Linked DNA regions of Sus scrofa: region 2 is linked to region 1. Evidence: chromatin contacts called from public Hi-C data. All regions are on one chromosome and are shown on one strand. Each heading gives the region's core, a stretch centred on a gene start, on an enhancer-like site or on the middle of the called end of the contact. The rest is flanking DNA. Distances are from core to core; before and after follow the strand shown. Region 1 overlaps NUP88 (nuclear pore complex protein Nup88). Region 2 overlaps RABEP1 (rab GTPase-binding effector protein 1).

Region 1 (5,176 bases), core at 1,359-3,858:
ACCTTGCTTCCATGTGGCTTTTAATTGGCAGTCGCTCAAGCCATTTCTAGGCAGATACGGTATTACCTTTCAGAACTCAGTGACAGGTACAGAAACATGACCTACAGCTGAAGGACAGAACCATCCACCGTACACCAGGCTATTAGTTCCTCCCTTTGAGGGCCTCCACGTGCACCTCGTACCCTCCATGGCGTATACTGGGACACAGCGCTGGCTTAAGGTTTCAGACTCAGCTCTGAAAGGTAATACTGCCTGTCGAGGAAGTGAGCCAGCAGTGGCCTTGCAACTGTGGATCCTGAGTGCTGCTCTGAGCAGATTTCAGGTATAACCATTTGTTAACTGTACTGAAGGCGTGTCCTTAAGAAAGTGTTCAAATTAAAAAAGCTGCTGCCTCTAGTGTACTGTGTGGCCTTTTCCTTTGAATCCTGTGGCTTTGTCCCTAGGACAGAGTCATATTAGTAAAATTTCTGGTGCTGCTACTTAAAAATGAGTGCAGTTTTTATTCTTGCTCCAATGTGGAGAAAACTCAGGAGGGTTCACGGAGGGCTGGCAGTGTGCAGCTGAAAGTCTCAGGCCTTCTTCCCCTCCTACTACTAGGCCCTTGCTGAATACAGTCCTAGACCTGACCATGCATAAATCACATTCCAATTTTTAAATAAAAGCATTTATTCAATAATTATAAAATGAGTATAAAAAGTGATGAACACCCACACCAAAGCTCATCCAAAATGTGTCTTTATAAATTAGATAATGCTGCTTTTCATCTTACACTGAGTTTAAGCCTTCACTTGTGTTAACTGCAGGGATGAACCTGTTCCTGGTGGCATCAGAAGTTTACATGATTTCGGATGTCGTTGATTTGCTTCACCATTTCTCTTATGTGCTCACCCCTGTAAAATCATAACGTTACTCGCTTTGGGGAAAGCACTGAATAAGCCATTAATATTGATTCTTATGTTGAGATAGCTTAGAAGTGCTCTGCTAAAATGACTGGCTTAAGGTTTCCGACGGGTAGGGACGTAATTCACGGAAGGCCAGCAGCAGCAAGTACGGTCGTGCAGCTGCTAGAAGCAGTTTGGAGCCCATTCACTGGGGAACGCCTGGACCACACACCCAAATTCTACTACAAGACAGACATCCTTTCTGACCCTTCCACCATCCTCTCCTAAGTCCTTATCCATCTTATGCTTCCCGTCCCCGTACTTACTTGACATGCACATATCAAGTGATCTGAACTGGGCAAAAAGAAAGGCTGATTCTGGCAGGTCGCAAGGGAAAAAGTACCCGGCAGTGACAGCTGGCCGGTAGTGCTACTTACTCCTCCTTTAGGATGGACTGGATGCACTTCCGCTGGTAGGCACTGAGAGTGATGGTGGGCTTTTGAGGACTTAGTACCTTTTCCATCTTTCGTTGTTGATAGTCTTTTTTCATGGTAACCTTAAGTATTAAAGAGAACAGATACTTTAGCTAGGGTTTGCCATACATGTTCATAGTATCTACTTGAGCCTATTCTTTTTACATTTTATAAAATTGTTTTCTGTAAAAGGAACACTTCAATTTAAAAAGTGCCAAAGGTAGCCACCTTGGGTCCATCCCTACCTGTCGGATGGCATTGCCCAAATGCCGAAGTTGATCAGGTATCAGCTGTAATTCTTTCTTCATGTCTCTCTCACTGTCAGAGAGAACTGGGAGCTGAGAGTGAAAACTGTGAAGTACTTTCTTCATCCTTTAGAAAAGGTGAGCAAACATCTCGGCTTCAGATCGTGGCTCCTTAGCAGGAACATGATGCTGACCAAAGCTCCTCATTCGGGACCGTGGTGTCTCTGAAGGAGGCCCCCATAGGACGGGTGTGGGGGAAGCACCACCGCGCCACCCCCCGCAAGGATACTTCAGAGGGAGGACCGCACGCTCTCAGGACCCGAGCACTTACCACTCGTGGTGCCTGCTCGGGAACTCAGCGTGGCAAGCCCACTGACCTGTTCATGATATCTTCTTGTTTCTCTTTGGCTTCCTCGTATTTGTCAGCTAAGCGCTCAGCCATTTCCCGTAGACTTTTCCTAGTGGCATAAAAAATGGATGGTGACGCCAACTAAGCTGGTTCTGTATCTCAGAGCAAGATACGGTTCCAGTCTGACTCAGCTGTTCCCCACCCCGAGCTCTGGCACGTACCTCTCCTCTCGACAATAACTGAGATCTTCGAGTTGTTTCCTTTTTTGGTCACATAACAGTTTGACCCTTGAAGAACAAAAGGCAATTTAATCAGAAGCCGGTCTTGGCCGTGATACAGCGTCAGTCACCAGCCAGAGCCTGACCGGTGAGTGAACAAAGGCCGTCCTACCTCCGCTGAATCTCCTCCTTCGCCAGGTCCTGCTTAAGAATGTACTGTTCCCTGAACACCTGGGTGGCTCTGCTGATGAGCTGAAGACATTCTTCAGGAGGAGGAGCCGTATCTTTCTCAGACGATCTTTTAAAAAAAAAATCCTACCATCATTTCCTTAGCTGAGTCAAACAACTGAAAACTCAGACATTGCCACTTTTTAACCTGTCCTGATTATCCTTCTCCAGCGCCTCCACACCTCTAGTCTCCCTTCCTAATTACATACGCCCTTTCTCCCAACTTCAACACAGTAAAAAGTATACGAAATGAAAAAGCTGAGGACAGAGAGGATGAACAGTATATGAAAACAGAAGGGAGCCAGTTTTAAACACCTAAATGCCCCAAATCCCGTACTTCAGAAATGCTGGATTTGCAACACTACGTTGCAAAATGCTTCTAATATGTTTTTCAAAAGAATCCGGGGTTTCAGCCAGAATGCGGAGGGGAGACTCTGCAACCTCCACATCATCTCGGGTACAAAGCAGGGGAGGAGACGCTGAATGGACTGTGCTTCTGCAAAATAAATAAAGTTTATTACCATGGAGTTACTTGCTGTCAGCATTAGAGAAGAGCATAAGTTACATTTATCCAGAATTCTGAGACTATAAGAAACTACAAAGTGTTACAAATAAACTCACTGGCAATTTCAGAAAGCTTGAATCAAAGACTGCAAACTTCAACAGAATGCTAAGTCGGTGACTGGGCAATAATTCAAATCTGGGAGTTTGTTAAAACAGCAACATTACTTTATAGACAAATTGTATTTCAGGGAGTTGGCAGAAACATGACTTCTAGATAACGAATATTTAAACGTTTTTCCCCCCCTTTGGGATTTATGTTTTTATCCTCAAGTATCCTAGGATGACTAGGTCTTATTTTATAAGAGTTAGGAGAAGTTTTAAAAAACCATGTTGAGGCAAAAGGCAGTTTTTTGTAGTGATTTTAATACTTTCATTTAGTCTTGCTGGTTTTGAGTTTCTTGTAGCATAAATAGCACAGAATTGATAATTATTTTCCTTTCCAAATTGTATAACTTGTCACTTTTCAAAGAGTTTGGAAATTTTAAGGAGGGTGAATTAATGCCAGAATTTGGAACAATGTTAATATCTAGAAGCACATGCTTTCAGCTGACACCGAGACACAGCGGCGGGAGTGTTCCAGTAAGTACTCCAGGGGTTTGTTAGACTCCTATTTCTTCATTTATAAAACCCAGAGGATGACCTTCCAGGACTGCTGAAAAATGGTCTTATAGCTTAATACGGTTCCTCAAGAGGAACAAGGCCTATGGGTTCGGTTTATTCCACCTTCTTCCAGAGTTAACACAGTCTATGACAGCCCCAAGAGGCTGGCAGAGATGGAGAAGCGGAGAGTCAGAGTACGGACTCTCACGTCGGAAGCCCTGTATTTGCAGCCCAGGTCCACGTGTTACCTGGGGCCTCGGCACCTCCCTCTCGCCTGTTGCCTCTTCTACAAAATGAGGGTGACAAGTGCTGTCCTTACAAGGGTTGCTCTGATTACAGGAGGCAATGCAGGCTTACTTCTGAGCCTGGCACATAGTTAAATTTTGAAATAATTAACTCTAACTCATTGATAACGGAGTTCAGTATTCAATTTTAGTATTCTTTCTGCACTTGGAAGTAAAGGCCTTGACTCTCGGCTTCCCAGAGGAGATGCTGGAAATTCGGCCTAAAATAAACCCTTCCAGAGGTGGCAGGAGCAACAGAAATAACCACCCTTCCAACCCTCCAATCAGAAGCCAGTGTGAACCATGTATCTTTAGGTCAGTTGCGGAGGGCATCTTCCCGGCCCAAACTGGGCAGAGTCAACAAGTGTTACAAGGGGGACATACAGCAGGGGCCTTGTGAGGCACTCGTAGTTACTGGTGATGCAGATCATCGTCGGCCCCAGAATGTCGGGAACAATCCAGAATCCTCGAATCGGAGCTGGCTCCCTGGAAGAACACACAGGCACAGTTAAACCAGGAAGTAGTGAAAGCAGTGGCTCCAACAGCAAAGCTGTGGCCTCAGGCCTAGGCTCACTGTTGCCTCGGAAACAAGATGAGTGCAGCCACCTCACGGCATTGACTTGGAAACCTGAAAAAAGCTGTCACGTGACTTGTGTCACCAAGGACCCACAGCTTCACGGTGCTCGCTGTCACCTCAGCAGTTACAGGGACATGATGAAGCCACTGTACACTGAGCCAAGCACCCGACCCAGACTGAGGGCTCAGAAACTGGCGAGGGGACGTTAGTGTCTTTCTCACATTCAAAATTTAACAGAGGAGTTCCCGTCGTGGCGCAGTGGTTAACAAATCCAACTAGGAACCATGAGGTTGCAGGTTCGATCCCTGCCCTTGCTCAGTGGGTCAAGGTTCTGGCATTGCCGTGAGCTGTGGTGTAGGTTGCAGACGCCGCTCAGATCCAGCGTTGCTGTGGCTCTGGCGTAGGCTGGCAGCTATAGCTCCAATTCAACCCCTAGCCTGGGAAACTCCATATGCCGAGGGAGCAGCCCAAGAATCGGCAAAAAGACAAAATAAATAAATAAATCATTAAAAAAAAAATTTTAACAAAGCCAAAGATGAAAAATAAATGAGAAAAAGGAAATTCAACAGAGCCAACCCCTACGTCACAGGACTTACTGCACAGCTTGCTCCTCCTCGTCTTGGTTCTCAGGTCACTGAAGAGACTGAAAACCGAGGGCCCCAGACAAGAACTCTTTCCGGCCGGCCAGCCCACCCACCCGCGCCTCCCCGCAAGCTCCTTTCTGCCCCAGGACGATGCCCTCTCTCACCTCCTCCAA
Region 2 (4,597 bases), core at 522-3,021, 150 kb before region 1:
GCAGCTCTGGTGGAGCAACCCCTAGCCGAGGAACTTCTGTATGCCACAGGCGCAGCCATAAAAAGCAAAAAAAAAAAAAAAAAAAAAAAGACCAAAAACCCAAAGCACCCCAAACTGGGGGCCATCTAAATGTATGTTTGTCCACAGGTAAATGAAGAAACAAATTGCAGTACGTTCATACAATGGAAAATGTTAAACACAGCACCAAAGAGAAGTGCACTGTTGACTCGCGCTCAGCTAGTTGTGCCCAGTGGAAGGAGCCCGACGGAAAGGAGCGTGTCCTCTGTGAGTCTGTTTCTGCACGAGACACGTCCCCTCCGCCCCGGCCCCAGCCTTTGCAAACTGCTCCACAGCGCCAGAGCGAGTACTGGAAGTTTTGAGGGAGTGGGAAGGGGAGAACTGGGAAGAAGGGATGACGAGAGGCCATGGGGAAATTTGGGGGGTGATAAACAGGGGCACAACTTGGTGGCGTTGGTTTCCGGGGTATGTGTGTATTTGAGTACGTGTCAGCACTTACCGCGTGGGACACACTAAATATGTACAGTTTCTTTTATTTTATGTCACTAATACCTCAGGAAAGCTGTTGGTAAAAAAAAGTCTGGTGGGAAGCCTAGATGTCAGACATGGAGGACTTTGGGGCTTTTTATTTATTTTTTTATTTTGTTCTTTTTCTTGCCACTGCAAGCAGCTGCTTGATGTGGGATCTCAGTTCCCAGACCAGAGATTGAACCCGGGCTGTGGTGTGAAAGTGCCGAGTCCTAACCACTAGACCACCAGGGAGCTCCCTATGACTTTGAAAGCCAGACTGAGGGGCATGGGTGACCCTGATGTGAGGGGCAGCACTGGGTGCTTGTGGCAACACTAGTACATGTTTTAGCTGTGCCCAGGGAATGTGGAAGTTCCCAGGCCAGGGATCGAACCCATGCCACAGCAGCAACCCGAACCATGGCAGAAAACACCAGATCCTTAACCCACTGAGCCACCAGGGAACTCCAGTGTCAACCATTTTTATTTCCAGGCAATGACGACATTGTGCAGTCAGTGTCACCAAAGGGGACTTCCCAGAGAACGGTGTGTCCACCAGATCTAAACGTACTTGACTATCTAGAAAACTACATATTTTCAGTGACAATGGATCCCTCTGCTATGTTTTCCTTGTATTTATTTGGCTGTGGGAAGCCAACTGTTTTGGGCAGCGTCTGGAATAGCCTGGAGGGGCAAGGCCAGAGCAAGAGATCCTTGCAACACGCCCTCCAGGGGGGTGGGGATGGATTCTAGAGATGAAAGGAAGGAAAAGCAACCGGCTCAATGGTGATTTAGGGCCCATCCCTGGCTCCCAGGGCAGTCATTTAATAAACCAAATCTGAGGCAAGAAAGGCCTTTGGGGATTGGAAAAAAAAAAAAAAATCCTTCATGGGAGTTCCCGCTATGACTCAGCGGTAACGAATCTGAGTAGTATCCATGAGGATGCGGGTTCGATCCCTGGCCTCGGCTCAGTGGGTTAAGAATCTGGCATTGTGAAGAGCTGAAGTGTAGGTCGCAGACATGGCTCAGATCTTGTGTGGCTGTGGCTGTGGTGTAGGCTGGCAGTTGTAGCTCTGATTTGACCCCTAGCCTGGGAACGTCCATATGCCACAGGTGCAGCCCTAAAAAAAAAAAAAAAATCCTGCATGTGTGCTTCTTTCTCATTTCTCCCTTGTGGATGGGATCAGCTGACCGCAGCTTTCACTGCTGACTGCGGCTGGGCGTTACTGCCTGTCAGAGAGCTACTCACTCAGCCACAGCTCACCCGGCAGGAAGGGGCCCAAGATCCTGCCCCCGACCAGCCTCCGGGGCAGGGAAGGGGCCAGAAGAGCTGAGCCATTCTTCCTTCTAATCTCCCAGGCACCACCTCCCCCAGCCCCAAGCCAGGCACTGATTCCCCTCAAGTCCCAGATCTCCTTGAGTCTGACCTCCATCTCTCCAGCTTTCCTGTAAGCTGTGCGTTTTCACCCCTGCCCTTGGTCTTGCCTAAATGAGCCTGGAGTCAATGCCCAGGCTTCCTGCCCCGTTCCTCACTACCCCTGGTCCCACCTCAGTTTACTCCCGAAATACCACAGCTGCCACTGTGCCCTGATTAATGGAGGACCCCATCAGGTGACAGACATCTAAATATAACTGTGGCTGGCTGCCTGGCTGGCTGACTTCCTGTGTGTGTTCAGGGCAAAAGACCAGGACATGCGCCTTCCCCACGCGTGCAGATCCAGACCCTAGCTGCACAGAGGGCGCTTGGAGCCCAAGTTTGCAATCTGATGACAGGGAGAGAGAGCGCATGAGTGTGTGTAGAAGACAGCATGGTCCAGCGAAAAGAGGAGGGCCAAACCCAAAGCGACAGGCAAGATTAAGAGCCTTGCAGAGTGACTCACATCCCTTAGGGATGGATTCCTGCAAGTTTCGCCCTCCCCAGAAGGAATCTGCAGGGAGCCTTTGCTTGACATCCTAATGAGAAACCTGTGCCTGAACGCCCTGCCCAAACCAAGAGTTTCATTCTTTCTTCCAGTCATCCCTGCAGCCTCTACATGGAAGCCCTGGCTATAGACCCACTTCCTACTTTCAAGGAGTGGAGAGCAAAACACAGAGCCAGAAGTTGCTGACGCTCTGATAGGGGCCCTAAGGAGCTGGTCTTCAGCTCAGACCAGGGAGGTGATGAGTCAGGGAAGGTTTGCTGGAAGAGATCCTGTCTAGACTCAAGTTGAAAGGGTTAGAAGGAATAAATCTAGACAGACCGGCAGGTGAGACCAATGGCCTTGAAGATACTTTCAAGGAACTCGAAGTAGTTTGGCTCCTGGGCACTTGGTGAGATGGGCTAGAGGATGGGGACGAGGTGAGGCAAGGCTGGACACTGTTCTTGAAGGCCTTGTACATCTGGCTGAGAAACGGGGGTTGTATCCAGCTCGCAGCGGGGGGCCACTGACGGTCTTAGGCCTGTTGGAAGATCACTCAGCGGCAGAGGGGGATGGAGGTAAGCAGGGTGGGATGTGGGGAAATCAGCAAGGAGGGGAGGCAGGCATCCCAGGGGGTCAGAGGCCAGGCCTGAGCTGGGCACTTGGCGCGAGAGGAAGAGGAGACAGCCTGAGGGAGTTCCCCGGTGGGAACTTGGCGCCTTCACTACTGCAGCCCAGGTTCAGTGTCGCAGGCGAGGGTGGGGGTGGGGGGGAGTTTGATGCTCCACCATCAGATATTTTTGCACACATAGTTTTTGAGCACCTGCCCTGGGTTCGATGGTGTGCTGGCGGAGTAGGATCCACTGGGAGATTTGCTCTCAGCAAATGATCTCCAGACTTAGGTGATTCTACTATTGACAACAACACGCTTTTGAGCACACGCTACCAGTTATTCCTATTATTACTATGGCTCGTAATTACTCACTTACCATTATTTTCTCAGAACAGACTCAGGGTCAAAGGCAACATGAATGATCATGGGTAGAAGCATGTATTTCAGGAGTTCCCGTCGTGGCGCAGTAGAAACCAAGCCGACTAGGAACCCTGAGGTTGCAGGTTCGATCCCTGGCCTTGCTCAGTGGGTTAAGGATCCGGCGTTGCTGTGGGCTGTGATGTAGATCGCAGATGTGGCTCCGATCCCGCGTTGCTGTGGCTGTGGTGTAGGCTGGCGGCTACAGCTCCGATTCGACCCCTAGCCTGGGAACCTCCATGTGCCACGGGAGCGGCCCTAAAAAGACCAAAAAACAAACAAAAAAAGCATGTAGTTCAAACATTCTTTTTGATCATTTCTCTCTCTTGTTCTCTTGCTGATTTGTCAGATCTAATTAGTGCGTCAATGTCTTCTTATCATAACCTGGCTGTAGAAGGACTTCCACCAGGAGAGGCTCCGGCTTTACTACTTCCTTGTTTGGGGCTTGAAGTGGCTTTAATAATTTTTCTTCAATCTGTGTATCTTTGCAAGGCACGTGTCCAGTCATGGAGGGCTGGTTAAGAGTAAACTGGATAGTAGACTCAGAAAAGATGTTTCTCTGGGCCCTCTTAAACTGGAACACATCGCAACAGGCTAAAAGCAAGGATTGCAGTTGCCACTGTGCCCCCGCCCCCTCACCCCCCAGCAGCTGCAGGTGGGCCTCCCCGATTCTATCAGGACACCTGGTACATCCTGCCCGACTTGTGGGGTCGGAAATCTACACACCAGGAGGCCAGTGCCAGGCTGCGTGGTATGTTGGCCACGTGTGATGTATTTCAAACTTTTTAGGTTTGATTCAAAGATACATTCGGGCAGATCAGCTTGGAGATCCCTGGAGAGGGAAGCCAGGTCCATGGCAACTGCTCTGTCTTATTTCAGAAGCGGAGAAAGCTCTGATGAGCCCACAGGAAGCATCCAGTCCCTCCAGGGATCCTTGATTCTCCTGCCTACAACCCTCCAGTGGCTTCTCACTGCATTGAGAAAATACCCACATCCCTCACTGTGGCCCTCAAGTAAGAGGAACTGTATCATTGGTTGTTCAGACCCAAACACTGGGAGGTCCCTGGCGGCTCAGCAGGTTGGGGACCCAGCATTTGTCACTGCAGTGGCACGGGTTCGATTCCTGGCCTGGGAACTTCTGCAT

The links. Hi-C and Micro-C count contacts between places; a contact is called where the count stands out from the background.
Region 2: a contact with region 1 is called in a Hi-C map of mesenteric adipose tissue, with 2.3 times the contacts expected there. The contact joins two enhancer-like sites. A contact is called at or near these places in 2 of 5 promoter capture datasets (fetal liver and fetal skeletal muscle), 29 of 47 Hi-C or Micro-C datasets (adipose tissue, alveolar macrophages, blood and 15 more) and 2 of 2 datasets of contacts at active chromatin or transcription factors (alveolar macrophages and skeletal muscle).

What each region holds. Positions count from the first base shown.
Region 1 is chr12:51,597,448-51,602,623 of Sscrofa11.1, reverse strand. It overlaps NUP88 (nuclear pore complex protein Nup88), which reads right to left. Exons shown (of 17, transcript XM_021067743.1): 10 at 4,227-4,328; 11 at 2,732-2,890; 12 at 2,339-2,464; 13 at 2,170-2,235; 14 at 1,977-2,057; 15 at 1,600-1,726; 16 at 1,319-1,437; 17 at 1-890. The coding sequence ends at 827. It overlaps RABEP1 (rab GTPase-binding effector protein 1), which reads left to right. Exons shown (of 20, transcript XM_021067732.1): 20 at 1-396. Among named protein-coding and RNA genes, the nearest start is that of NUP88, 38 kb to the right of the region's middle. Within about 2 kb of position 2,608, at least 9 of the 83 cell types and tissues checked have an H3K27ac peak or open chromatin away from gene starts, as enhancers often do. A contact at or near this core is called in mesenteric adipose tissue and omental adipose tissue, where this site is marked.
Region 2 is chr12:51,747,400-51,751,996 of Sscrofa11.1, reverse strand. All of the region lies in intron 2 of RABEP1 (rab GTPase-binding effector protein 1), which reads left to right. Among named protein-coding and RNA genes, the nearest start is that of SCIMP, 23 kb to the left of the region's middle. Within about 2 kb of position 1,771, at least 44 of the 83 cell types and tissues checked have an H3K27ac peak or open chromatin away from gene starts, as enhancers often do. A contact at or near this core is called in mesenteric adipose tissue and omental adipose tissue, where this site is marked.